Regions from separate parts of the Pan troglodytes genome. Here region 1 is linked to region 2. Evidence: chromatin contacts called from public HiChIP or PLAC-seq data. All regions are on one chromosome and are shown on one strand. The core of a region is the stretch at or near the end of the contact, and the rest is flanking DNA. Distances in the headings are between cores, read along the strand shown. Region 1 holds the start of SSH1 (slingshot protein phosphatase 1). Region 2 holds the start of SART3 (spliceosome associated factor 3, U4/U6 recycling protein).

Region 1 (5,547 bases), core at 330-2,829, 300 kb before region 2:
ATGGAGCAATTCTTCTTGGGGAGACTGTCCAGTGCATTGGAAGACATTTAGCATCCAAGGCTCTTGCACTCTAAATGCCAGGAGCTCTCCCCCTCCATCAGCAAGACAACCACAAACATTCCCACAAATCCCCTCTTAGAAACGCTCCGTAGAAGCTACAGTGCCCCCCACTAGAATCACCTTTGAGATGAATCGTGCTGAGACCCTGTGAATAATATGGAGGAGGTCACAGCCCCAGGACAGAGGGAGGGACGGGGAAGAATCCAGGAGGCTGCGTGGGTTTCCTGTTGGGCAGTAAGACAAATTTGCTAAGCTGCGGGGCAGGCTGGGACCACTGCGTTTGCGAGTGCTTGTGCAACATGCAGAGGTTGGGGGTGGGAGCCGGGAGATGAGATTTTGGCTAAAAGAAAAGTTTCCTACTACTAAGTCAAGCCAGAATTGCCTTCTTGGTAACTTATTCCATGTTCCCCTCTCCATCCCCATAACTGGTCACCTCTCCCCGGGACAACAGCAGCAGCCTCCTCCCTGGTCTCCCTCAGCCCACTGCCCCGTGGTCCCTCATCCACGCAGCAGCCGGAGCGATCTTTCCAGAGAGGATGGAGACTCCAGCCATTCCTCCCCTCTTCCCTTCCCTGAGTGCTGGCCTCCGGTTGACAAACTTCTTCCTGCTTCAGGGCACGCTGATCCCCCCTGCTTGGAGAGCTGTCTCTCCGTTCTTTCACCTGTTAATCCTGCTTATGCTCAAGCCCAAGCCTCAGAATAAAGCTCTTCTGGGAAGCCTTCCCTGACCTCCAAGGAGTTGGCTGGGTTTCAGAACACCCAGAAAGAATTCATTGAAAAAGATTAGCAAAATACTTTTTTAAAAACGTGCCTAATAACTTGATTAACCTCTGCAAAATTAGGCGAATCTATTTTGCTTACTGTTTTTGTTTTTTGGTTTTTTTTTGAGACCGAGTCTCGCTCTGTCGCCCAGGCTGGAGTGCAGTGGTGCGATCTCAGCTCATTGCAACCTCCGCCTCCCAGATTCAAGCGATTCTCTTGCCTCAGCCTCCCGAGTAGCTGGGACTACAGGCGCGCACCACTCTGCCCAGCTAATTTTTGTATTTTTAGTAGAGACGGGGTTTCACCATGTTGGCCAGGATAGTCTCGATCTCTTGACCTCGTAATCCGCCCGCCTCAGCCTCCCAAAGTGCTGGGATTACAGGCGTGAGCCACCGCGCCCGGCCCCAGGACGTCTTTTATTTCCTGGTCGCTGTACAGTCCTGTCTGCACGGTCGCCGGGCCTCAGTTTCCCCAGGCAGAGCAGCGGGCAGGGCCCCTGGGGCGTACGGGCTCCCGGCGGCGCGCGCGCCCCCGAGTCCCAGGCCAGATGGCGGGGCGCGCGGGCGGGGGCGCGTGTGTCGGGCGCGCGAGGGACGTGATCTACCAGCCGAGGCCTCGGGCAGCCCTCAGGGCCCCCGCGCACGCGCGCCTCCTCGCCCCGCCCTGCCCGCTTCCCCGCCCACTCCGCGCACTGAGGCCGGCGCGCGCCGGCGCGGGAGGCGGGAGCTGGGGGCGGGGGCGGTGGCGACGCCGAGGGGGAGGGGAGGGGCGGGCCCGGCCCGGCTCGGCCCGGCCGCCCGCGCGCGGCTCCAGGAGGCCCCGGGCCCGGCTCGGGCGGCGGTGGCGGTGGCGGCTCTAGCTCGAGACGTCTGTGGCGCCCTCGCACCGCGCCGCAGCCATGGCCCTGGTGACCCTGCAGCGCTCGCCCACGCCCAGCGCCGCCTCCTCCTCGGCCAGCAACAGCGAGGTGAGCCCCGGGCTCGCCGCGCCCGGCCTGGGCCGCCGGACGCCGCGCGTGCGGGGCAGGGGGGCGGCTGCGCGGGCTCCTGGGGGCCCCGCCGTAGGAACAGAGCCGGGCAGCCGGACCGGGGTGACCGTGCGAGGACTGTGTGCGATGTGACCCTGTCTGGGGGAGCTGTGCGGGGACTTTGTGTGCGGTGTGACCCCTATCGGGGGGCGACTTTGCAGGGACTGTGTATGCAGTGCGACCCCTCTGGGAGTGTCAGCAGGATACTGTGTGTGCGCTGTGACCCACATCAGGGGGTTACCCCCATCTTGGGGTGACCCCCTGTTAGGCGGAGACTGTGTGCGTTGTGACCCCTGAGGGTGACTGTGCAGAGACTGTGTGTGCAGATGTGACCTCGTGATTGTGTGGGGACTGTGATTTCAGGTGTGACCCCCATCTTGGGTTGACCTCTGTCTGGGGAGGACTGTGCGTCTGTCGGGACTCCCAGTTGTGAGTGACTCTGCAGTGTGACCAGGGTCCAGAGGTGACTGGATGTGCAACTGGGACCCTTGATTGGGTGACTGCGTGAGCCGCTGGTTCTGAGACCTGTGGCCCGGGTAGTTCTAGGCCCTTTGCCTGTATGCCTGCCTGGCTGTGCGATGTGAGATGTGACTGTTGCTGACCTGCCGTCCGGGGACTGTGCCAGCGTGAGACAGGCATCTGGGAGTGCCCCTACAAACGTGTGAGATTGTTTCCCCGCGTGCCGCCTCTGGAGTTCTGTCTGTAGGCGTGCCTGTGTCACTGTGTGACGGTGACCGAGCGTGCTGTGGGCTCTGTGTGGCTGTGTCTCACGTCTGTGTGTGCAGCCTTAGTCTGGCTTTTCCTTTCTGTAACATCACTCAGGCCTGTGTGTTTATGTGCATCTATCTTTCTGTGTGGCTGTGACCCATTCTGGGTGATTGCATAGGTGCATTCCTGGGTTGCGTGTCCTGGCACTGTGCGCGTTTTTGTGGGTCTGTGTGTGGCCCAGGTCCGTTTGCCTGGCCACTTTTTCCTCTGGGGTTGATTGAGGGCACTGTTGCCCTCTTAGCCTGCAGGGTTGGCCTGGCTTGTCCTAGGTTGGGGCCTTGGGCCTCTGAGCAGGTCAGCCCTCTGTAGCTGCAGGGATGACCCTCTGGTCGCGCAATCTTGCCCACCATCTCTTGAAGAACCCGTCAAGGCCTCTGGTGTAAACTCTTACCTATAACAAGGCTGAGTGTCCGCCTGCAGACCCTTAGCTGTGTTTAGAGAAGACTGGAGGAGCGGCCCTGCGGTCCCAGGCCCAGGAAGTTCCGCAGCCGGCATCTGGGCTCTTCAGCCCCTTTCTTTGTGGGAGGGAGTGGGGGAAGTTGACTGATAACACGGGGGAGGTCTGTGTGTCTGTGTGAGACAAGAGAAGAATGTTTGCATTTGGCTTGACAGCCCTGTCTCCTGGTAGGGTAGTTCTTCAGCCTTGTTTTGCTGGGATTGGCAGGGACATTTTCAGAGTGGCTGGGAAGTTGAACCTTCACAGCCCCCTCCTTGGAGAGGAGAGGCCATTCATGAGTTATCTACACACAGAAGGTTCTAGTAATCCCCCTCTACACGCTGATTAGAGGCAAAAGAACACTAGCGATCAATAGTCTGCTACTGAGAAGTTAGGTTGCAGGAGCACCTTTCCTTCCCACAGCGAGGAGGGGCTGTTTTCTGTTCCTATCACTGCTGTCTGTCAATTTATGCACTTAATCTCAGGTTCTCATCACAAAAGTTTATGTGAGGTAAGGGGAGAGGTTGGCTTCAGGCTGAACCTGTCAGCCCAGATTTCTGATTCAAAACCCCATGTTCCTAGAGTTACTTGCAACCTAATCTGTTCTTGTCTTACGCATTTTAAGGTCTTATTATTTTTTAGTTACATACCATAAATTTGCCATTTTAAAGTGTACAATTCAGTGGTTTTTAGTATATACATGAGATTGTGCAACCACCACCATCTAATTCCAGAACATTTTCATCCCCCCCAAAATAGGAACCCTGTACCCGTTAGCCCTCACCTGCAGCCTCCCCCTGCCGCATTCTCCCTAACCTTAGGCAACCACTAATCTACTTTCTGTATCTATGGATTTGCTTATTCTGGACATTTTATATAAATGGAATCACACCCTGTGTGGCCTTTTGTGTCTGGCTTCTTTGACTCAGCATCACGTTTTCAAAGTTCATGCATATTGTAGCATGTGGCAGTACTTCATTCCTTTTCATGGCTGTATAATACTCCATTATATGGATGTACTACATTTTGTTGGACATTTGTGTTGTGTCTACTAGATACATTTTCAATTATTATATAAAGCATTATTTTTACCAAGTGCCAATGACCTGATAAACATAAAGTAAAACTCAGGCAGCTTTTATGTGATCATAGCAAAGCTGCAGCATTCATTGCTTGGCTTTGAATGTGCTGGGATGTTTCCCGAAGGCAAGGCCCTCGTTCAGTCGTGTTGAGGTGAGAAGCAAGGTGGGATGGAGACAGCAAGTGTGTGTGGGGTCAGGAGACCTAGGCCAGGCCGGTTCTGCCCTGGTCCGCCCTCGCTTGAGTTGCTTCCTGTCTGTGGGCCCTGGCTCATCTAAAAGGACTGAATTACCTCTTTCATGTGTTCCTTGGCAGATGTAGTTTCCCTGGAATAACTGACCTGAGATGGCCTTTCATCTGAGAACCTCAGAGAGTGACCGAGAATTAAATTATTGTGAAGTCCGTACCCCCAAGTCACGTCATCACTCTTCAAATTGCAACTTCATAATGAGTCAGACACTTAGGGCAGTGCTTTCCTGACACAGCCAGGCCTGCTGCCGGCGTGGGAAACAGCGGGGATCACAGCCCTCAGTCCTAAGGCTCTCTTTTCTCTTTTAATTTTCTTTCTTTTTTTTCCCAGTCTTTTATTATGTCACTTATGTCATTTTCCTGTGAATCTTATCTCAGTTCCTTTGTGTGAACAGGCAGAGCACAAGAATAGATAAATCAATAATTTTCAGGAATGGATCATAACATTGTTATTTCTGAGAAACATTCAAAGTGACTAATTTTCATGGGCAGATCTCCAGGCACTTTTTTGGATTGGACCAGAGTTTCTCAACCCACTGTTGATACTTGGGACCAGAACATTCTCTCTTGTGGGGGGACCATCCTGTGTGTTGTGGGATATGCAGTACATGTGGGATCCTGTCCTCTACCCACTAGGTGCCAGTAGTGACCTCCAGAAAAATGCCTCCAGACATCTTCCAATGTCTCCTGTTGAGAGAACTTGCTCCGCATTGAGAACCACTGGGTTAGACCCCAACATACTCTTTGTCAATTTGTTGCTCTTGTGACTTGTTTTGTGGTCATTGAAGCCTTCCCTGCTCTTTCCACTTCTCCTTCAGTGTGGGGTAGGTGCCTCTGCAGAATCTTGTATGTACTTCATCTTAATATGATGTAGGGACTCCCAGGCCCTCTGGTGTACGCTTTTTTTTTTTGAAACGAAGTATTGCTCTTTCACCAGGCTGGAGTGCAGTGGTGCAATCTCGGCTCACTGCAACCTCCGCCTCCTGGGTTCAAGTGATTCTCCTGCCTCAGCCTCCCAGGTAGCTGGGATTACAGGTACATGCCACCATGCCTGGCTAATTTTTGTATTTTTAGTAGAGACAGGGTGTCACCTTGTTGGCTAGGCTGGTCTCGAACTCCTGACCTCAGGTGATCCGCCCACCTTGGCCTCCTGCAGTGCTGGGGA
Region 2 (5,862 bases), core at 3,325-5,824:
TTTAGAAAGTCCAGCTCTTCACTGTGTTTGGAACCTTTGACCTCTGCAGCTATCAGGGAAAGACACTTGGGAGACAAAGGGATGAAAAAGAAGTTCTAGCTCTTTATTATCTCTGCCTTTAGAGGGCTTGCGATCAGCCACCTGGATCACTGTTCTGATTTCATTGTTCACTTTGCCCCCACCCTTGCTGTCTTTTTGATTATTTAATCCCTCTTTTAACACAGGCTAGTTTATTTCACCAATTCTTGAAAGCCACCTAGAACCCTTCCTGAAACATGAGAGGAAATAAACAAGAAAATAACTACCTTATAACAACTCTCTGACTTGAGAAATTATAAGAGCACTGGTAACCTTAGAGAAAGCCAAAGATTTCTTTTAAATTCTATTTTGTTAGAGGGACAGGTGAGGATCTTTTTTATATGTAATTAACACCCAAACAAACAAAAAAATAAAAATGATCAACAAGAAAAAAACCCAAACAACACCTAGTAGAATGATCCATAATTCCCAATTTGAAGAAATGATAATATAATCAACATCTGCATAGGAGAAATTTTAAAAATTTAGAATATTAAAAAAAAATCATGGTTACTTGTTTTTGACCCATTAGATTTGTGAGCCACCTTACCGTCTTTCCTTTCACCCATTCAGTGGCTAATGAGCTGGAGGCAATTGCGGAACCACAGCCAAATGTTTTAAACCTAGCATCCACAATCTTCCCCTTTTCATCCACTTGAATCTAGAAAAGAGACAAGAGTTAAGTGGTGAGTCCTGGGACCACCCTCTGGAACCTGGCACTCACGAAGGTTCACCGGGGCCTTCCCCAAGGGCTTTGGGCTTGCTTTCCACACTAAGTGATGACATTAATTACTGACTTTGCCTTGTTTCAAAGAGCTCAGTGATGAAAAGTGAAATGCAGGGACAACTATCCAGGCCCAACTGACAAAGATCAGCTGAAAAATATGTCCCTCCACTCCAATATTCTTTTGTTTTGTGACTCTGGCCTGCATGTTGGCTATGAACTTCTATTTGTGGAAGTCTGCTCACAGCTGCTGGGGCAATCTGCCTCTTTAAACACTGACAGAGTCCACAATAAAGGTCTCTGGTTAATACTTTTTTCTTGGGCAGCAGATTACACTTAGTGGTTTCCTCCTGTTTTGTTTCTGTATTCCAAGATAGGTATGAAGACCTCTGACAAGCTGCCCACTCACCATGAAGCAGCAGATTGGCGCTACAACTACAGTTTACCCAAAGCACTAGACACTATTTTCATGTTTCCCCCAATCTGGGGACAGGTTTAATTTACTGTGTTTCTTGTTTCATTGGGGACTGCTAGCTCACTGGGATTTTCCTTTGATCAGTAAAATTCACAAAACTCTTTAGTTGGCTGAAGTTGGAATTTAAACTGATACAGTGAGTACAAAAATGAGATTACTTTTCTATTTTGGAAAAAGTTGGCATAGTACACTAGCCTAGCAGGAGAGCTACGATTGAGGCCCTGCTCCAGTATCTAACATGGACTCATCCCATCTCACAGGAATGGAGACCAAGTGAAATGCTTGGAGATCTCACAGGAATAAAGATGGAGACCAAGTGAAATGCGCAAGTGCTTTGTAAACTTAAAGGGATTATTGTTATCACTATTAAAAAACACTAGCCATACCTGTAATTTCATTACGTCACCACATGCTGGAGCCCCCACCAGTCCAGTTCCAACATTTTTAGATGTCTTGTCAAGGGACCCCACGTTTCTAGGATTTTCATAATGATCAACAACCTAAAATGAGAGGGTTAAGATAAATCATGTTCACTCTCTATTGGTACTGGTCTCTGGTTTGATGGTAAGCTCCTCGGTCAGCATCTTGAACCTGGCAGGCAATCACTAAATACCAAATTTCACCTGAGTAGAAAGGTCTACACTCATGTCAATGAGAACCATTTGTGACCCCCAATTCCTTTTGTGTCTCCTCTACAATACTTCACAGATTTGAGATACCTAGAAGAAAAAAAAAATCAGTGAAATCCATGTCTTAGTTCCATAGGGTTTTTACAAAAATACTTGACTTTCACCCACCTACATCACCAGACTTGGGCTCAAACAGCAGTTTTGTTATTTTCAAATAAAATCCATCCTCAAAGGATGATTACTATTTAAAAATTCTAAAAATAACCATGGCCCAGGGAGGGAAAGCTTTCTTAGAAGCCTTAAGGTGACTGTTACACAGGGAACAATGCTATGGAATGTGTACGTTTATGTGTCTTTTAAAATAAAAACAGTGCCATTACCGTATTTCACAGCCTGTCATCACCCTGGTGCAGCAGCGCACCCTGGCTGCTGAAAGGCTGCTAGTCCAAGTTTCTTCAGGGTGTACCCTCAACAAAACACACCCCCGGGAGGGGGAGGAGTGAAGAAGCCCTTGGAGAAAGGGCAGAAGCCAGATCAGAATAAACATCCATTCGAACTGGCACAGAGAAGGCCTTAATAACCTTGAGGTTTGGTTACTGGTTAGTAGTAAGCACGCCGATCTTCCAGTCCCCTTTTCCCCCCATCTGACTAAGGATTTTGACTCCAAGTAAAAGGGACCTCAGGATAGTATCTAATGTAGGGGCCTTTTGTGCCACGTTGATTTATGGCATTCTTTAGTTGTTTCTCGAGTGGGAGTCTCACGTCTGGGGGACTTTGTGCCACCAGACAGCAAGGGGCTGCAGACTATGAATCTATCCCTCCTTCCCCGCCAAAAAACCCCCCAAACAAAACAAAAACATTACGCATGTTGGTTACAAGCCTGACTCCCCTATGCACTCCTAAAGCAGTAACAGAAACGGTCTCCTCGTGCTGGGGCCTATGTGCCAGGAACCATGCCAGGACTCCACGCACAGTATCCTTTGTAAGGGACAGCTGAGAGCCCCCCATTTACACCTGGGGAAACAGGTTCAGAGAGGCGCAGTGACTAGCCCAAGGTCATCTGGCCAGGGCAGCGGAGTGGCTGAAGCCGGAGCCCGCTCCGGGGGTGTGTCTGTCCCTGGACTCAGAAAGACAAGTCCCAACAGGACCCTGCCTCCTGGGCTGTTGGCGAATTTAAAATTGGGACGCACGAAGTCGCGGCCAGCGGCGGGGCCCCCTGGAAGTCGCCGCCCGATGAGCGGTAACTGTTGTTTATCAGTTGCAGTGAGCCCCACTGCGCAGCAAGGGAAAGCGAGTCAGGGCAAAGACGTAGGAGGGGACAGCTCCCAGTCCTAGCTGCGCAGAACCCCGCGGCCGCCCCTCCAGCCCAGGCCTCCGCCGAGTCGGCATTCCGCGCGTCGCCTCTTTTGTCCCTACCTTCTTGTGATAGAGTCGGGCCGGGGCCGACAGCTCCCGGGCGGGCAGGCGGGGGCTCCGCAGCAGCAGAGCCGATGCCGCCCGCCTCAGACGGCCAGCCCCAGCCGCCGCCATCTTGCCGGCTTGCGCCTGCGCCAGTCCAGAGCGACGCCGAGGGGCGGGGCGCGTCTGCGAGTCGGCTCCGAGCTGGGAGCGCGCCTCTCTGTCGTCACCGAAGCTTTGCGCCTGCGCCTTACCGCTCCGTGCACGCGTCCGCCTTCTGGCCCCGCCTTGACCACGCCTCTCGGGGGCGGGCGGGGTCGGGAGCGGGAAGGTCTGAAGTCGCTGGAGGGCTTGTCCTGGGTGCTGGATTCTGGTTGAGACAGGACCTCAGGCTTCTGCAGTGTGGGGCTCAAGTTCGCTTTCACAAAGCCCGCTGCGGGAATGCGGCGCAGAGGAGCACCGAGTCCACTTTTCCTAACCCTATTTTGCAGCTAAGGAAGCCGAGATTCAGGGCAGTTTAGTAACTCCGTCCAAGGTCGCTAAGGACTTATGTTCAATTAGAATTCGAACTTGGGTAATCCTGGGTTAGAATCCTGGTTCGGTTCCTTCCTGGCTGTGTGTCCCTAGACGAATGGTACCGGCTCGCTAAGTCTGAATCTTCCCTTTTGTATTAATTCGAGGACAATTGCTTCATCATGAAGCCAGCATCTGTGTCGAGTACCTACTATGTGTCAAGGCGCTCTACTAGACCCGGGGATCCAACGGAAAGCAAAACAGACATAATTCCTGCCCATTAAGCCTGCTAATGAGGGAGCAAGGTAGAGATAGAGACACACACCAATACTTTCCTACCTCAAAAGTGGGAAGCTTAAGAAGGAAACGAATACCATGTCCTGATTGAAAAAAAAAGTATGTCTATTTTTCTCTCTAAACAGCAAACTCAATTTATATGTCAGTGCCTAGCAATTAAGAATTTCTAAAGAAATGCGTATTAATGTAATTTACTGTTGGTTTGCAGTATGTGATCTTATAAAACCGGAAAACTCACGTGTATTTAACGTCTACTAGGTACCAGACGTTTACATAAAGGGGAGGAATCTGGGAAATGGATTTTTCTCTTGAATGGTGAAATCGATCCTTCCCCGAGGACCTGCAGTTTTCTTTGCGTTTGAGGCGCAGTTGCTGGGGAGAGTAAACCCAAGCGCCAGGTCACACTAGGCGATAAGTAAGGCATTTAATCGAAGAATCACTTTGACCTTCTCAAGATGGCGCCAAATTCTTCACTACAGACATCACTCTCGCTCCATGACTTCCTCTATGGCTTCCACTTCCTGCCCAAAGACCCAACTTCTGTCCGAAGTTGTGGCGGAACGCATGCCATTATAATGAGTTTTTTTATCTGGTGGGAGCTTTTACAAGGGTATAAAATAATGTGAATTTAGTGTATGTGGAGATTTTCCCGTTATCTAAGTTCCCAGTTTCTCTTTCAATGGCAAGAAAACGGGCTTTTGATAAGGCGCGCGCCGCGGGCAGCTTCTGCCTCAGCCTGTCTTCCGCGGCCGCGGGAAGACCCGAGAGTCATTAGAAGCGCAAGATGGCGACTGCGGCCGAAACCTCGGCTTCAGAACCCGAGGCTGAGTCCAAGGCTGGGCCCAAGGCTGACGGAGAGGAGGATGAGGTTAAGGCGGCTAGGACAAGGAGGAAGGTGTTATCGCGGGCTGTGGCCGCTGCGACATACAAGACCATGGGGCCAGCGTGGGATCAGCAGGAGGAAGGCGTGAGCGAGAGCGATGGGGATGAGTACGCCATGGCTTCCTCCGCGGAGAGCTCCCCCGGGGAGTACGAGTGGGAATATGACGAAGAGGAGGAGAAAAACCAGCTGGAGATTGAGAGACTGGAGGAGCAGGTGGGCCCGGGGGTGGGCAGCGGGCATCTTCCAGTCTTTCAGGTCCTCGGGTCCCCATGTCCTGGCCCGCCTCCCTAGTCCTCGGCGGCGATAAAGCCGCCAAGGCTGCAAACCCGCTTTTCGTGACAGTAGCTCCTGTCGGATTTGAGTGCTTACTGCCTGCCCATTGCCTTGCAAACGTTATCTCATTGAATCCTCGCCACGACCCTGTGAAGGAAGCCCTGTTATCTATCCCCATTTTACTGGAGGAAACTGAGGCTCGTGGAGGAAAGTCTCTTGCTCAGGATAACACTTTCTGCAAGTCAGGCCTTGTACTTTGATCCCATTCCAGAACTCCCACTCTTAACCACACGTCCAACAGTAGAAATAAACTCATTCGCAAGAGAGTGTTATTTTGTTATGTAGGAATGACGGCGATGATGAAACTTGTGGTAAGAAAAATATTGACCGCGATGGTGATAATAGAAATGGAAAGGTTTCTGGTTCTGGAGGTTAAGGCCTCAGTTCTAGCTATTCAACTCTTGTATGTGCTTGTAAGAATTTCTTAATTTCTCTCACCCTCTCGACTTCCTTATCTGCAGATTGGGAGCAACAATTTCTGCATAATATAATTGTTGTAACAGTAACCATAGCTCAGTGCCTAGCATCTAGT

The links. HiChIP or PLAC-seq counts read pairs in DNA pulled down with a chosen protein or histone mark.
Region 1: a contact with region 2 is called in an H3K4me3 HiChIP or PLAC-seq map of stem cell-derived excitatory neurons, with 4 times the contacts expected there. The contact joins the promoter of SSH1 here to the promoter of SART3 in region 2. A contact is called at or near these places in 1 of 7 Hi-C or Micro-C datasets (stem cell-derived neural progenitor cells) and 1 of 1 datasets of contacts at active chromatin or transcription factors (stem cell-derived excitatory neurons).

The regions. Positions count from the first base shown.
Region 1 is chr10:115,662,570-115,668,116 of NHGRI_mPanTro3-v2.0_pri, reverse strand. SSH1 (slingshot protein phosphatase 1) reads left to right here and starts at 1,579. Exons shown (of 15, transcript XM_016924125.4): 1 at 1,579-1,789. The coding sequence starts at 1,721.
Region 2 is chr10:115,368,832-115,374,693 of NHGRI_mPanTro3-v2.0_pri, reverse strand. SART3 (spliceosome associated factor 3, U4/U6 recycling protein) reads left to right here and starts at 4,574. Exons shown (of 18, transcript XM_016924118.3): 1 at 4,574-5,210. The coding sequence starts at 4,899. It overlaps ISCU (iron-sulfur cluster assembly enzyme), which reads right to left and starts at 4,602. Exons shown (of 5, transcript XM_509343.5): 1 at 3,323-4,602; 2 at 1,664-1,777; 3 at 629-739. The coding sequence starts at 3,436.